Regions from separate parts of the Triticum aestivum genome. Here region 2 is linked to region 1. Evidence: chromatin contacts called from public Hi-C data. All regions are on one chromosome and are shown on one strand. The core of a region is the stretch at or near the end of the contact, and the rest is flanking DNA. Distances in the headings are between cores, read along the strand shown. Region 1 holds the start of LOC123059257 (phosphatidate phosphatase PAH1). Region 2 holds the start of LOC123059275 (protein CANDIDATE G-PROTEIN COUPLED RECEPTOR 7).

The links. A called contact is a pair of places that touch in the nucleus more often than the background predicts.
Region 2: a contact with region 1 is called in a Hi-C map of leaf, with 6 times the contacts expected there. The contact joins the promoter of LOC123059275 here to the promoter of LOC123059257 in region 1. A contact is called at or near these places in 2 of 5 Hi-C or Micro-C datasets (both in leaf).

What each region holds. Positions count from the first base shown.
Region 1 is chr1A:485,918,167-485,921,360 of IWGSC CS RefSeq v2.1, reverse strand. LOC123059257 (phosphatidate phosphatase PAH1) reads left to right here and starts at 1,476. Exons shown (of 11, transcript XM_044481867.1): 1 at 1,476-1,615; 2 at 2,521-3,194. The coding sequence starts at 2,596.
Region 2 is chr1A:486,579,068-486,582,261 of IWGSC CS RefSeq v2.1, reverse strand. LOC123059275 (protein CANDIDATE G-PROTEIN COUPLED RECEPTOR 7) reads right to left here and starts at 1,614. Exons shown (of 1, transcript XM_044481881.1): 1 at 1-1,614. The coding sequence starts at 1,531. The coding sequence ends at 158.

The sequences.
Region 1 (3,194 bases), core at 227-2,726:
GTTTAACGTGGCTGTTGGAGATGCTCTAAGCAGAAAACGGCGAGAAGTAACCAACGGCGGGCATGCGTCGGAGCAAAGGATTCTACTTTCCTGCCTGCCTCTGCCAACCGCCACCGCACGCACGCACGCTCTTTGTATTGTACAGTCGTACGCCACGCCGGTTACCGTGGTGCCCCGTCATGCGTCGCCCGGCCGGGCTGCGCGCGCGCGCGGCGGTCCCATCTCGTTCTCTGGCCCTCGTGCGTCCTGATCATTCCTGAGTCATTGTTGGATCCTACCACCGTCTCGTCTATCCACCCGACCCGGCGGTCGTGTGGCCGTGGCTGGTCCGCGGCGATACGGTGCAGCGCCGCACCCTTCACCCCAACTTGCCAAGAGCTTCTGGAAACGCAGACCAAATCGTGTATACCCGAACGCGTTCGCTTCACGCCACAAGGCACCGCGCGCGTGGAGTACTATCGCACAGCAGCAGCCGCAGAGACCACCGGCGGAATGGCCCGAAAATGGAAGGGGAATGACGGTGCACGCACGCACGCACGCACGAGATGGATGGGAGGAAAGCAACCGGGCGGTACGTTCTGGAGGCCACCAGGCACGCAGGCATATTCGCCCGGATAACCGCGCTTGTCAAGTGGTGGCTGGCAAAGATCCGCACGCCATCGTCTCGTTTGCCCCCGCGCATGGATCACGTACGTACGGACGCACACCACGACGTCGACGCTCGGGGCTGTTAAAGGTACGGCAATGTACCGAAAATGCCCCTCTCCCGAGATTGGTACCGAAAATGCCTTTCTCGGTCAAATGAGCATGCGCTCGTAACTTGCACATTTTAGCCAGAATTCGCAATTTTGATGCTACGTCGAACTGCCAGTCAACGGCGCGATCGGTGAAGGGTAGGGTTGCTATTCCATTTTCTTTCCCCAGTACGCTGCTATACACAGGTACAATAAATAGGTTGGGTGGATGCGGTTAGGCTTAGGCAACAAGAAAAGACAACGCCATCACAGGCTTTACTACGCCCAGCAACCAACTATTCCTGCGACGAAAAAGCCTTCAACACCATGCCAGGTGGGCCCTGCGGCGGCGTAACTCCTGCCTGGCCCACCGTGACAGCCTCTCACGCTCAGAATTTCTCACGTCCCGTTCTTCAGCAACGCATCTCATGATTCGGATTTTAAAATGAGGACGCGGACGACAACTGAGGCAGCTCGGGCGATCACTCTCTGCCTGCAACGATCTCTGCGCGACGTGGCGACATGTTCGTTCATTCCTCCGCGGCCACCAGTCCGCATATACCTCTCAATGACACGTGGTCCCCGACACCCGCGTGCCCCCACATGTCATCCCACACCGAGCAGCGCTCATGTGGCGAGGCGGGCCGCGACGGCCCACGTGCGCTCCGCGTGCGGAGGACGGGCTCACTTATAAATGCGGCTCTGAACGCCCGCCTATCCCCTTCCCCTTTTCACCCCCCGTCGGTCTCCCCCCAATTCCCACCCCCCCCAGCGACCCGCGACGCCGGCGCGAGCGACCCCTCCGGAGCCGACGCGAAGGGCCCCCCAACGAACGAACGGGCCCGCCGGAGAGGAGCGGCGAGCGGCCGAGCCCAGTCGCGGTGAGTCCCCGCCCTGCGCGCTCCCTCTCCGATTACTACTAGTTGATTTGGATCCAGTTCGATTTGGCATTTGTTTCCGTCCCCTTCTTCATCCGGGAAGGAAACTTCGCGTCCCGGTTTTACTGCTCGCGGCGTAAGTTTCGCGGAGCTTTCCCTGCCGGAGGAAGGAGGCGACTGCTCTTCTGGGCTTGGGAATCGGGGGGTCTGTGGGTTTTGCCTCGCCTGGGAATCGATGATGGGCATGCGGGCTACAGTATTAATCTGGGTAACCGAGGTCTGGAAAATGCCCGCAGGTTTTTGGACATTTTCTGCTTGTTTTTTTAAGCAGGTTTCTGTTTGAACATCTTCATGAGTCAGCTCACGAGCAGCACGAGTTTTTTCACTAATGGTAATCTGTCGCGATAATGTTCCAGCAGATCTCAGGACACTTGGAAGTTCGAATTCAAATGCCAATATTACCAGCAATTATATCACGAAATAATACCAAATGACTGAAGAGAAACTGCGAAAAAAAAAGGCCCGACACGTCTATATTTTTCCGTAATATCCTGCGAGAACAGCTCGGGAAACTTCTCTGGAAAACACCCCCACTCCGGCCCGGCCTCTTCTCCTCCCGTCCCCCCTTCCGTCCCCCACAGCATCAATTGACCTTCCGCCGCCTTTGTTCCACCCAAGCACGCGCGCCACCTCGGAGGTATCGCCCACGTCCTCGCCCGCTCCACTGACCTGACCTGGCGTGGAGTCGAGATCTGTCCGTACCCGGGCTCGGATTGATTTTCCCTCGGTTGGTGGCGAACCCTAACTTGCTTGGATTGTTACGAGAGTTCTGTTCTGGTCGAGTTGATTTGTTTGCTGCGCGGGGGAGTACGGATACAATCTCATGCTTTGTGTTCATTTGATTACAGAAATTGATGAAGCGATTGGACGAATCGAGCGGATCGCCGAGTGTTTGATGCGTGCGATCGAGGGCTCGTGCAGAGATGGACGTGGTGGGGATGGTGGGGCGCGGGGTGGGGCGTGTCCTCTCGCAGGGCATGTACTCCGTTGCCACGCCCTTCCACCCTTTCGGCGGCGCCGTCGACATCATCGTCGTTGAGCAGCCCGACGGCTCCTACCGCAGCACGCCCTGGTATGTCCGCTTTGGCAAGTTCCAGGGTGTTCTCAAGCGTAACGAGAAGGTCGTCACCATCGCCGTCAATGGCGTGGACGCCAGCTTCCACATGCTGCTCGACAACTCTGGCCAGGCATACTTCATGCGGGAGCTCGTGCCTGGTGGTGAGGACTCCGAGACCGCTGCAGAAGAAGCTACGAGCGAGCCTGAAACTCCTCTGCGTAGTAAGAGTGACGGGGAACTTTACAGCCAGTTGGTCGGCCCAGAGTTGAATGAGGATCAGGAGGTACAAAATGGAGAGGAGTTTGATTCATATGGCTATTCCAAGTTGGAGGAGGCAGAGGATTTGGCAAATCAAGCTGGTGGGGGTGGGGGCAATTCAGAGATGCTTTTGGTTAGTGTGAACGGGTGTGTTCTAACTGCTCCCATTTCTTCAACTGAGGAGAATATGGAGGATGTGCAACTAAG
Region 2 (3,194 bases), core at 365-2,864, 660 kb before region 1:
AGTACATACAAGACGATGAGCTATACCTGCTACCTGGTATCTGTATAAATAGTGTGCTAAAGTCTCAAGAGGGGAGATCAGATCAGATAAACAGGGCGCCAAGAGAGCAATCATGGAAATTGCAGCTCACGGCATTGTCGCGGAAAATTACAAATGCTCAGAGCTCGAATTCCTCTTCCCGGAGCACCATCTCCGCGGCCTCCTCGTCGTCGTCGTCGAGAGAGAAGTACTTGCTCCTCTCGGCCGGCCTGAATGTGTAGAACATGTACATGTAGAACGCCATTGATGCCACTTCCTCGGCCAGGATGCTCACCCACCGGTACTGGTAACTGGCAATGGTCCTCAGCGCAAACACCACGATCCTGGTGAAGTACAGGTACCCAATCACCACGGTGTAGAACTGCCGGAACAGAGTGAGCTTGGACAGGTTCCGCGCCGCCTTGCCGTCGGTCTTGGACGTCTCCCGGAGCGACCGCATGGACCAGACGACCGGGAAGAGCACGGCGCAGCAGCAGGCGACGTCGACGAAGAGCAGGATCTGGTTCCATGTCACCCAGCTCTGCATGAACGGCCCGGTCTCCCCGATGACCGCGTCGGCGATGTTGGCCATGACCTGCAGCGGGATCACCACCATGAGCACCTTCTTCTCCCGGTCCTGCAGGAAGGGCCTCAGGAAGGACCAGCCCGTGCCGACCAGCACGATGACCGCGAAGAGGATGACGCCCTTGATGAGCTGGAAGAGGTAGAAGGCCACGTCCCAGCCGTGTGGCGTGCCGGTGACGCGGACGTAGTGCTGGTCCTCGGCGGCGGAGAGGCAGTAGAGCAGGCGCGCCACGAGGAGCGCGGACATGAGGTGGTGGATTTGGTTGGCCGCCACGCGGTCGCGGGAGAGCGTGAGGTAGGCCCACCCGGCGAGGAACGCGGCGTAGCCGAAGGCGAAGAAGCCGTAGATGGCCGGGACGGGCGCCTGGCCGACGGGGAGGTAGTCCTTGGAGCCGTCCGGGTTGGCGTTGTACATCTCGGTGCGGACGTTCATGGAGACGAGCGACTCCGGCGCGCAGTTGGCGAAGTAGAGGCTGTACTCGTCGGGGTGGGTGACCGGGAAGGACTTGTTGTAGTGCCCGCCCTCCATGTCAAAGAAGGTGAAGAGCTTCTTGACGTAGGGGCTGGAGAGGACGCACCCGGACAGGTCGGGCTCGTCGGCGCCGGTCGGGTCGTCCGGCTCCGCGCGCTTCTCCGGTGGCGGCCGCGACTCGGAGGCGGCCTGCAGGAGGGACTCGTCGGCGAGGAGGAAGAACCCGATCTGCTTGGGGTCCGCCCGCGCGAAGGAGGAGGAGACGGCGGCGCCGGAGAGGATGATGCGGACCGCGCCGGTCTTGGAGAAGCCGAACTTCTCGAACAGGATGGTGTGGCGCGGGTCCTCCCGGAAGGACTCCGCCCGGATCTCCGCCGCGGCGGGGGAGGCGAGGAGGAGGGCCCCCGCGGCGGCGAGGAGGAGCAGCAGCGGGAGGCGAGCTCCGGCGTCGGCCATGGCGAGATCTGTGGCCTGTGGGGGGCGGAATGCGTGGGAGTGTGTCGGTGTGCGCGTGGGCGGTGGGTGGAGCGGGGCAGCGGAGCACGGCCGTCTTATGTGGCGGAAGGGCGGGGGTTGGATGTGCCTCGCGATTGGTGAGAGTTCGGTAGGAGGTTGACTTGGGCAGTCGTAGGTCGTAGCCGACGGTGCGATGGGAAAGTTTTTTGTACACTTCGGGGTCACACCGATGAGGACTGAACGGCTAAGTGTCATTTCTTTTTACATCTACCTACTTTTGTAGTACTATCTTCGTCTGGGATTACTGGTGCTCTTCATATTTTATAACAAATTTTGACCACAGATTTGACAATGAAATAAAATAGTATGTCATAATAGTTATTTTGTTGTATTCATATTTGAATGTGGTTTTCGATGGTACTACTTTTGTAGCATACAACTTATTTTTTGGTAGTTAAGTTAAAGGTTAAAGTTTGATCTAAAATATAAGAGGGACTAATAAACAAAATGGAGGTAGTATAAATCATTAGTTTAAGAAACCCTCTCTCGCCTACCCATACTCTCTCACGTGGCTCTGATTCGATACAATTGGGTGGTTTTAAGGTTTGTACCTAGTTTCAGAGAGGTTTTGAAGTAAGTCGGCGAGACTAACGAAAAATAACCCTCGCTTCATCTATGCTAAAAGTACCGTGCGCTGCCATGTCACTTCCTTTTTTTATCAGTGTGAAAGTGAAAACAGGTTATCTAAAGTGTTTGTTTGGCTTGATTGCGTGGTTGGCTATTGGTGCTTTGGTCTTTGGTTCTTTGCAGGGATAAGGTACATTTCCCTCGTAGTTTCGTGTGAGCATGAATATACCTTTATCATGTCCTTGGTGGACAAAGAGTAATCTGAGTGCCTTGATTTTGCTAATTCTGTTAGGGAACGTAGCATGCAATTTTAAAAATTTCCTACGCTCACGCAAGATCTATCTAGAAGATGCATAGCAACGAGAGGGGGAGAGTCTTCATACCCTTGAAGATCACAAAGCGGAAGCGTTTATCAACGCGGTTGATGTAGTCGTACACCTTCACGATCCATCTCGATCAAGTACCGAAAGTACGACACCTCCGCATTCAGCACACGTTCAGCTCGATGATGTCCTCGCCTTCTTGATCCAGCAAGAGGGGCAAAGTAGTAGATGAGTTCCGGCAACACGACGGCGTGGTGACGGTGTTGGTGAAGAACAATCTCCGCAGGGCTTCGCCAAGCACAACGGAAACTATGACGGAGGATAAACTAGAGGGGACGGGGTTGCCGGCACACGGCTTGGTGATTCTTGATGTGTCTTTGGTGCTACCCCTGCCCCTTTATTTATATGTTGAGCCCCGCGGTCGAAACTTGGAACAAAAGCCTCCTCAAAGTCGGTTTTGCCCGAAAGGCAAGAGTCCCACTCGGACTCCAGGACCAAACGCCACAATCCTTGGCGTCTGGCCCAGACGCCATGGGCCTCGGCGTCTGGCCCAGGGCCAGACGCCAGGGTCTCCGGCGTTTGGCCCCTTGGCCTCCACAAAACTCCTTTTGCACCGACCTAAAGCCTCGTGGGCTTCATCCCTTGGCCGGACCATATCATCCTATATATCAATATTTACCCCCGGACCATTCCGGAGCTCCTCGTCATGTCCG